3 separate regions of the Sus scrofa genome follow, and all the other regions are linked to region 2. A link is a contact called in public Hi-C data. All regions are on one chromosome and are shown on one strand. The core of a region is the stretch at or near the end of the contact, and the rest is flanking DNA. Distances in the headings are between cores, read along the strand shown. Region 1 holds the start of LOC102167936. Region 2 holds the start of MYO1F (unconventional myosin-If). Region 3 has its middle 15 kb from the start of ADAMTS10.

What was found. A called contact is a pair of places that touch in the nucleus more often than the background predicts.
Region 1: a Hi-C map of subcutaneous adipose tissue shows a contact between it and region 2, with 3 times the contacts expected there. The contact joins the promoter of LOC102167936 here to the promoter of MYO1F in region 2. A contact is called at or near these places in 2 of 5 promoter capture datasets (fetal skeletal muscle and liver), 15 of 47 Hi-C or Micro-C datasets (embryonic fibroblasts, fetal heart ventricle, heart right ventricle and 9 more) and 2 of 2 datasets of contacts at active chromatin or transcription factors (alveolar macrophages and skeletal muscle).
Region 3: a contact with region 2 is called in a Hi-C map of subcutaneous adipose tissue, with 1.8 times the contacts expected there. The contact joins the enhancer-like site here to the promoter of MYO1F in region 2. A contact is called at or near these places in 16 of 47 Hi-C or Micro-C datasets (embryonic fibroblasts, fetal heart ventricle, heart right ventricle and 9 more) and 2 of 2 datasets of contacts at active chromatin or transcription factors (alveolar macrophages and skeletal muscle).

The regions. Positions count from the first base shown.
Region 1 is chr2:70,696,653-70,699,352 of Sscrofa11.1, reverse strand. LOC102167936 reads left to right here and starts at 1,412. Exons shown (of 4, transcript XM_013987390.2): 1 at 1,412-1,556.
Region 2 is chr2:70,751,718-70,754,417 of Sscrofa11.1, reverse strand. It overlaps MYO1F (unconventional myosin-If), which reads right to left and starts at 1,275. Exons shown (of 27, transcript XR_002341669.1): 1 at 1,096-1,275. It overlaps LOC106507295 (a long non-coding RNA gene), which reads left to right and starts at 1,363. Exons shown (of 3, transcript XR_001303179.2): 1 at 1,363-2,185.
Region 3 is chr2:70,717,580-70,720,279 of Sscrofa11.1, reverse strand. No RefSeq gene overlaps it. Among named protein-coding and RNA genes, the nearest start is that of ADAMTS10, 15 kb to the left of the region's middle. Within about 2 kb of position 1,324, at least 30 of the 83 cell types and tissues checked have an H3K27ac peak or open chromatin away from gene starts, as enhancers often do. A contact at or near this core is called in embryonic fibroblasts, liver, mesenteric adipose tissue and 3 more, where this site is marked.

The DNA.
Region 1 (2,700 bases), core at 163-2,662, 55 kb after region 2:
GGAACAAAAGCTTGTGCGCCCAGGAGCCCCGCAGGGCTCTGCTTGGTTTTAGTATCATTGACAAAATTGTAAGATTTAGAGTATGAAACCTTTTTATATTGACTCTTGTTCTAACACTAAAGAATGAATCAGAAAATTAAGTGCATTAGTGGTATGACTTCGTGGCTTCCCAAATTGTACTCTGCAGATTTTTCAGCTTTATTAAATTTCGTACAGTTATGGGTCAGTTACTAATGTAAAAGAGTAATCCAAATTTCACCGTCTATATTTCTTTTATTACTTCGTTCATTTTATGATTATTGCTTAAAGTGAATTTATTTTATAGGGAGGAGGAATTTAAAAGTATTAATGTATGGAGAAGGCCACTAAGCTTGCATCAAATGTCTGTTGAAGGAATCCATGAAGGAGGGCGCAGTTCCACACCGCGCCCTCTAGGCGCCGCTGTTCCCAAATCAAGGCCCGCTTAGTCCCACCGCCGGGCGCAGGGCGATTCTTCCTCAAATCCGGCCAGGTTTTGGTCTCCATCACAGGATGCGGAGCATGCCTCAGGCTCTTCCCCACCTACAGATCCACATCCTGCCCCTGCAGCGTGTTTATCCACTCACCCCCCAATCCACTCACCACCCCAACTCTGGGGCCATGTGTGGGATCTTTCCTACAAGCAGCTCTACCCACGTCCCTCTTCCTTCCAGGGTTCCCCCCAAAAGGGTACATGCTGACTTCACCTCTGAGCCTTTGCAAGTGCTGTTCCTTCTCCTGAAATGCCCACAATCCCTGTTTACTGGTGTCCACTCAGAAAACTCATACTGTTGCTAAAGATTTAGACCCACTTTCTCCTGCGGACACGTTGCTTCAGCGTCCTGTGCCTCAGTTTCCTCTGATGGGAAAGCTGGATAGGGAGGGTATGTCTAGAGAAAGGAATCAGAAGACCTGCTGGAGTTTTCCTGTGGCACTGTGGGTTAAGGATTGTCACTCCAGCATCATCACTGCAGCTGCTTGGGTCGCTGCTTTTGCTTGGGTTCCATCCCTGGCCTGGGGAACTTCCACATATCGTAGGCATAGCCAAAAAAAAAAAAAAAAAAAAAAAAGAAAAGGTCTGTAAGGCACTGGGGAGCCACAGAAGATGTTTGAGCAGGAGAGTGTCCTCACATGTAAGGAGAGAAAGGGCTCTCTTCCTTTTGCCTCTTGCTCTAAGTAGAAGGGTCTTATGGGGCTCAAGTGAGAGGCTATAGCTTTGGCCAGCCCAGACCACTCCCTCTCTGAGTCACCAGTGGCTAGACCAGCGGGTCCCCCTCCCTGTGTGCCCTCCTAGTGGGGCCCCTTTGCTCCCAGGTGACCCCTCCTGAGCCTGAATCAGCCTACAGCACCTGCTCCCTGGGCAGACGCCAGGTGTGTGTGTGTGTGGGTGCAGCCCTGCGGGGAAAGCCACAAACTACAGGCGGGGGCCGGGGTGTCACCTCTACGGAAGCGCTGGTGACTCTACCGCAGAGGAGTCTGAGGCCCCACGCGGCTGATGTGGCTCACACAGGACTCACTGGGGACACAGAGACCAGGAGGTGAGGCTTGAAGGCTGGTCATCATCTAGGGGGCGGGGGGCCTCGGGAACCCCGCACTCAGACCACTGCCCCCTGCCTCATTGTCTCAGCCCCTTTGTCCCTGTAGACACCCCCCCACCCCGTTTTCAGCTTTCGCACCCTGCTCTTTCTGTATTTCTCTCTCTCTGGGTCTCTGGCTCTGAGGGTCTGTGTCTCTTTGGGTTTCTCTGTGTGACCCCGAACTGTGTGTCTCCCCGAACTGCGTGTCTCTCTGACTGCCACCATCTCTGTTGTTCCATTCAATCCCCAACTCTCTGGCCAGTACGGTTAGGGGACCACAGGCTTCTCTCCCTCTGCGGGCCCCATCCTCACCCTTCTTTTCAGCAGCTTCTGACCATGTTGCCCTGAGGGGGGCTTGCCTTGGGGAAGGCAGGGAGGGCCTGGCAGAGGTGGCATCCTGGACCAGGTCCCATGGAGCATCAGATTTCAGACCCTGATGCTGACATTCATTTTGGGGGCCCTCCTGCAGCGCCTTCTCCCTGAAACCCACCTTTCTCCTCACTTCTTGCCCTTTCTCCCATCACCGGGCTTCCGACCTCCTGTGGGGTGTCTCTGCTTCTTCTGTGGGTGTTGCCCGCACATCCGCCCCATCCCCCACATGGCGCAGCTGCTGATGGCTGTGGCCCAGCTCACTGTCACCTGGTCAGCACTAGTGGGATGAAACAGCACAGGCTCCATGCACCTCTGGAAGGGACCCAATAGTGTGGGTCCTTATGGGAGACTGCAGCCTATGAATGTGTATGTGTGGGAGAGTGGGAGTAGGGAGGGGTCTGGGAGAGGGGTTGAGGTTCAGAAGATGCTGTTTCAGGGACCAGGGAGGGTCTGCTTTTGGGTGGTTTTCTAGGGGTCTGGCTGTAGGGGTGGGTTGAATTTGTTCCTTGGGATTCTAACCGTTTTCTGAGATCTGGTGGTAAAGTAGCTCCAGTGCTGCGTAGACTGGTGGGTGTTTCTGCTCAGGGTCAATATGTTGTGAGGTCTGACTAGATACTGTATAGTGATCCAGTTACTGCAAAGACTTGAGGGTTGCTGAGGTCTAGCATGACAGCGGGGAGGACCTTGGGCTGTTGCTTGCTGAGCGTGGGGTTGTAATGTGTGGGCTGGTGTC
Region 2 (2,700 bases), core at 26-2,525:
CTGCTTTTTTATTTATTTTTATTTTTTATATTTTTTGTGAATTAACCAGAGGGTCCTTGGCTAGCAATGCCCAGCTTATTCCTGGCTTTCTGAACTAAGACGTTATCTCTCAGGCTAATGCAATCCCACGCTCCACCTTGGTCAGCTACCTGCTGCAACCACCAGGAACACTTCAGGTGTCACCACTGGCTCTGTGACTGTCCCAGCCACAGGCCCTCATTGACGAATGACAAAAAATGAAAGCTGAAGTGCTTGCAGATGCATGGAGCAGTGGGCGCCATATTTGCAGCCAGCCCAGGCTCCCTCTTGATGTGTGTGAGACCATGCCACTGTGTCTAGACCCATGATCATGACAGTCTCCCCAACCTTGTTGCCACAGTCATCATGAGACCTCAGCCTCACCAGATGGCAGCACCTCTGGCTGCAGTGTCTTCCCTGCCCCCCTGCCACAGAAGGGTACCCCTGGCTGTGTGGATGCGCTGTGTCTCACCATCTTCTGCTTCTGTGATTGCGACAGCCAGACCACCCTGTCACCCCCATGGGTGTGCTGTCACCATCACTGCAAACCACTGTCCATTTGAGCCAGCTTCCCCTCCCAGCTGTAGACTCAGAGTGGCTGAACCCAGGACCCTATGAATGTCCCAGGGGAGAGGTCCCCCCAACCCCTTCCACATCCTGACAGATTTCCAAATATGACACATATGGGAACTGAAGCCCACAGAGGGGAAGTGACTTACCTAAGGCCCCACAGGGAGATGAGGCAGCAAACTGGGCTGGGAACAGGGCTCCCTGAGCCCCAGGAAAGGGGTCTGTCCCTGTCCCCGAGGCACTGTGATCCCTCAAGACCACTTTCTGTCCTCCGGCTACTACTACTCTATACTTGGTGGCCCATCCCCACTCTGGCATCCTCTTCACCCATCAGGTGGGAGTTTGGTCTCTGGTGAGGGATGCTGGGAGCACCAGAGCTGCACTGTCGGCCCCCAAAGGGTCTGCTGTGCCCAGTTCCATTACCCCGTTCTGATGGTGGCCTCTAGGTGCCTCCACCTGGCTGAGGTCCCCCACCCCTGCACTTCACGGCCACCCTGAGGGACTTACCATGATGGGGGTTGATGTCTGGGCCCCTGTGGGGGAGTGCCTGAATGGGTGGTGGCCGGGGAGCAGGCTCAGGAAGTTCCGGGGGGCGGCTGGGGCATGGCCCTGCTCCTGCTCCTTCAGCGGACTCCCAGCCCTAGTTCCTCTTACAACAGCCCCCTTCTTACTTCCTTTGGCGGGAGGGGCCCGCGGCTACAGGGGAGGGAAGCTGGGCCCGGGGGCGGGGAGAGAACCCAGACGGGGCCGAGGGAGCTGGTGGTTTGGAGCTCTGAGCCTGAAGAGAGAGATTAAGGATGGATGGCACCCGCTACCAGACCCCAGAAAGCCGCTTCTCAGACTCCTCCGGGATGCAGGTACAGCAAACAGCACGCAGGTCTGCAGGACTGACTGCGCTCTTCTGGGCTACTCAGGTCTCTTCGAAACCACTTCAGACGTGCGTCTGCTCTGGGCATCGCAAACTCCCACTTCCAGAATCTTTTTGGCAGGTCCTTCCTCCCTAAGGGACCTTGGGGAGCCATGTGTGTTTTTGTTCGGGGAAGGGCAGCGGGAGTGGAGGGTACCAAGAGCAAGGGGCTCACATTTGGAATTAATGACCCCCAGCTCTGCCGCTTCCGGGATCTCACCATCTTCTTATCGTAAAACAGCTGTGGAGGGCCCTCGTGGCACACATGGGATCCATTAGGTGCTGGCCCACCTGATCTTTGGGAGACCAGTAGGCTGTGTCCTGGACTCTTCACGTTTGAGGAAATGGCAGTTCCGAGAGGTTGTCATCTCCCGGTGCCACACGGCGAGGAGGTGGGGGGGGGGGGCAGAAGCTGACCCTGGCAGGGATCCCTGCGGACGGAGGACAGAGATCCCGGCGGCACACAGCATCCCGCCTGGAGGTTGGCACACCATGGCGCCCCCTAGTGGCCACGTCTGGGGAGGAGTCCGTTTCTGCCTGGATCTCCTGGGCAAGTTTGCTCAACCGACTTGGGTGGGGGACTGCAAACCTCAGCAATACCTTCAGGGACTAGTCGGAAGGACCCCCATCTTGCTGGGGGCGTCAGGGGAGGCTTCTCGAAGAAAGCGATATTGGTGCTGAGACTGCAGGGTGAGTTGGAACTAACCAGGTGAAGAGGAAAGGGGAGGGTACACCTGGTGGAGGAAAGGGTTCTAGCAAAGGCCCAGAGATGGGAAGATGGTGGGGAGACTGAGGAACTTCCAGGAGGCCAGTGTGGGCTGGAGCTCCCCGAGTGACGGGCAGGGTGGTGGCTGGGATTGTAGACGCCAGATTGTGTTGCTTTTGAGAGCCTTTGTGAGAAGCTGTACTTTTGACCTAAAATCACTGGGCTCTAGTGTGTGTTGGTAAAAGCCCCCTTTGGGCTGCTGGGGATGCTTCTAAGCTGGGGATGGGGGACAGCTTAATGTGACCCAGATGCATTGACACCCACCCACACGCACACATGGAAATCTACACAAGAAAGAACTTTATTGATGTAGGGCTTCCTGGCGAGGGGTGTGTGGGCCCCAGGGCAGGGCCTGTAGCACCATGATGGGGGTGGCCTGGGTGTTCTGGATGACGGGGTCCCCCTGGGGCAGGCAGGGCAGGGCATGGGGTGGATCTTC
Region 3 (2,700 bases), core at 75-2,574, 34 kb after region 2:
ACAATGCTGGGGACGTTTCTGTTATAGCCCTGTTGATGGGCACGGGGGGCCCCTGCCATGGCCACTTGGGGGTCGGGAGCAGGAGGAAACAAAACTCTGGGGAGAATCTGAGGTCTTGGGTGGAGGACTGGGGTTTTTTGGGTTGTCGTTGTTTTGTTTTTCTTTTTTATGAAAGTTCCTGGGCCAGGGGTGGAATTGGAGCTGCAGCTGCTGGCCTACATTACAGCCACAGCAAAACTAGATCTGAGCTGCGTCTGTGACCTACACTGCAGCTCATGGCAATGCAAGATCCTTAACCCACTGAGTGGGGCCAGGGTTCGAACCTGCATCCTCATAGAGACAACATCAGGTTCTTAACCCACTGAGCCACAGTGGGAACTCAGCAGGACGGGGTTTGATCAGAGAGCCAGGAGCTGGAGTGAGGAGCAAGGTGGTGGTAGGGAGGGCTGAACCCCTTTCCCATGCATTAGGGACACTTCTGGTCTCTGAGGGTGCCATGCAGGGCTTTTGTCCCCCACATCCCCTCCCTCCAGGGCCAGTCGAATTGATTTATCCCCTCTGCAGCTTGACGGCCCCCCTGGGCTTTTACAACGGGCATCTAATTGGGACCCTGGATGCCCAGTGTGTGTTCCATGGAACTGGGGCCAAGTGTGGGGATTAAGCTGAGCTACATGGGGCCATTCCATGCAGGTCTTCTTGGAACCTTTTATATGCTCATGTGTTCCGCATAGATTTCCAGGACTTATGTGCCCCTTTGGCATTTTTTCCCCCTTAAAGTATTTTGGGGGGCTGGGGGTGGTTCTGGAACAGATAAAGGAAACACTGCCTTAACCCAAAGGGGAAACTCGAATGGTGAAATTTCAGACAGAGACGCCTGGCCAAGCATCAAAGCTTTCCTCCTCCTCCTCCTCTTCCCAGGACCTGGGCACTGAGAACAAGGCTGGCGTCCCATGGCTTTCTCTGGGGTGGCCCAGTGGGGTTGCAAACTCTGGGCAGCCAAATTAGGAGCTCAGGACCGGGCTGGATGGGGTCAGCCCAGGCAGTACTGGAGGCTGGGGTCATGGGGGTGAACCAGGCTCAGGGAGGGCGGAGAGGCAGGATTCCTGCGCTGGGTTATGGCTCCTGATGCCTGAGGGTTCTTGGGAAGGCGTGTCTTCTGGGAATCCTGCGGAGTCCCCTGGGAAGAAGCCCAGAGATTAGCTCAGGAGAGAAACATCTGATCCCCCACACAACCCCCCCACCAGTCCAGGGTCACAGTGGGAGGCTGCAGATTGGCCCTGCTCTTCCGAAAGTAAACACACACTGCTGGCCCAGCCCTGCTGTCCAGCTGCCAGGGCTCTGCCCAGCCCCTTTCTGCAGCCGCTCCAGCGTGTCTGTCCCTTTGGCCTTTCATCTTCTACCTCCTTCTGCCTGCCCGCTCTGGCCTCTCCCAGTATCTGTGACTGGGAGACCCCCGGGACTGGGGGACCCCACGGAACTCAGTCACTCCAGGGCCTGGTGGGCACAGCCTAGACAGGCACAGGGAAGTGGAAGGAGATGGAGGGCTGGCTGCCCCTGGGCTCTCATTGTTATTATTACTGTTTTCATTGCTATTGCCAGTGAGACAGGGAAGCTGGGATAGAGTGGAGAACGCATTGTGTCTGGGACACCCTGACTTTGGGAGCCTCCACCCCTGTCTTTGCCTCCCCCACCTCTGACTTTTCAAGCTGCATCTGCCTCTGCCATGGGGCAGAACTTCTCCATCTACAAAAAGGGTAGTTTTTTGCCTCAGGTTCCATCCCCCACCTCAACTCAGGTCCCAGGACAAGCTCCCACCTCACTGCCCTGATTCTTTACAGGGGAGCAGGTCCATGAGTCTGCAGGGCAAGGTTGGCAGATTTGGAAAGACAGGCTGGAGTGTGGGGTGCCTTAGAGGGAAGGCAAAGAGACCAGGCTGGGCTGGAGCAGGGGTCTGAGGTGTTTAGATGCAATGAAGTAGCAGGAGGGGGTGGGGGCAGACTCTTAAAATTAAAAAAAAAAAAAAAGGAGTTCCCACTGTGGCTCAGTAGGTTATGAACCTGACTACTATCCATGAGGACGTAGGTTTGATCCCTGGCCTGGCTCAGTGGGTTAAGGATCTGGTGTTGCCGGGAGCTGTGGTGTAGGTTGCACATGTGGCTCAGATGCAGTGTTGCTGTGTCTGTAGTGTAGGCCCACAGCTGCAGCTCCAATTGGACCCCTATCCTGGGAACTTCCATACACCACAGGTGAGGCCCTAAAAAGCAAAAAAAAAAAAAAAAATTGTGGTAGGAGTTCCCTGGTGGCTCAGCAAGTTAAGGATCTGCTGTTGCCACTGCTGTGCTGTGGGTCCATCCCTGGCCCTGGGAACCTTTGCATGCCATGGGTGAGACCAAAAAAATTGTGGTAAAATTAATAACAAAATTTACCATTTTAACCATTTTAAAATTTATTTTATTGAAGTATAGTTGATTTACAATGTGTTAGTTTCTACTGTACAGCAAATTGAATGTTATATATATTCTTTTTTAAATTAAAAAAATTTTTAAATTATTTACTTTCTTATGACTGAATCTGTGGCATATGGAAGATCCCAGGCTAGGGGTTGAATTGGAGCTGCAGCTGCTGGCCTACACCACAGCCACAGTAATGCCAGCTCGAGGCAACGCTGAACCCTTAACCCACTGAATGAGGCCGGGGATC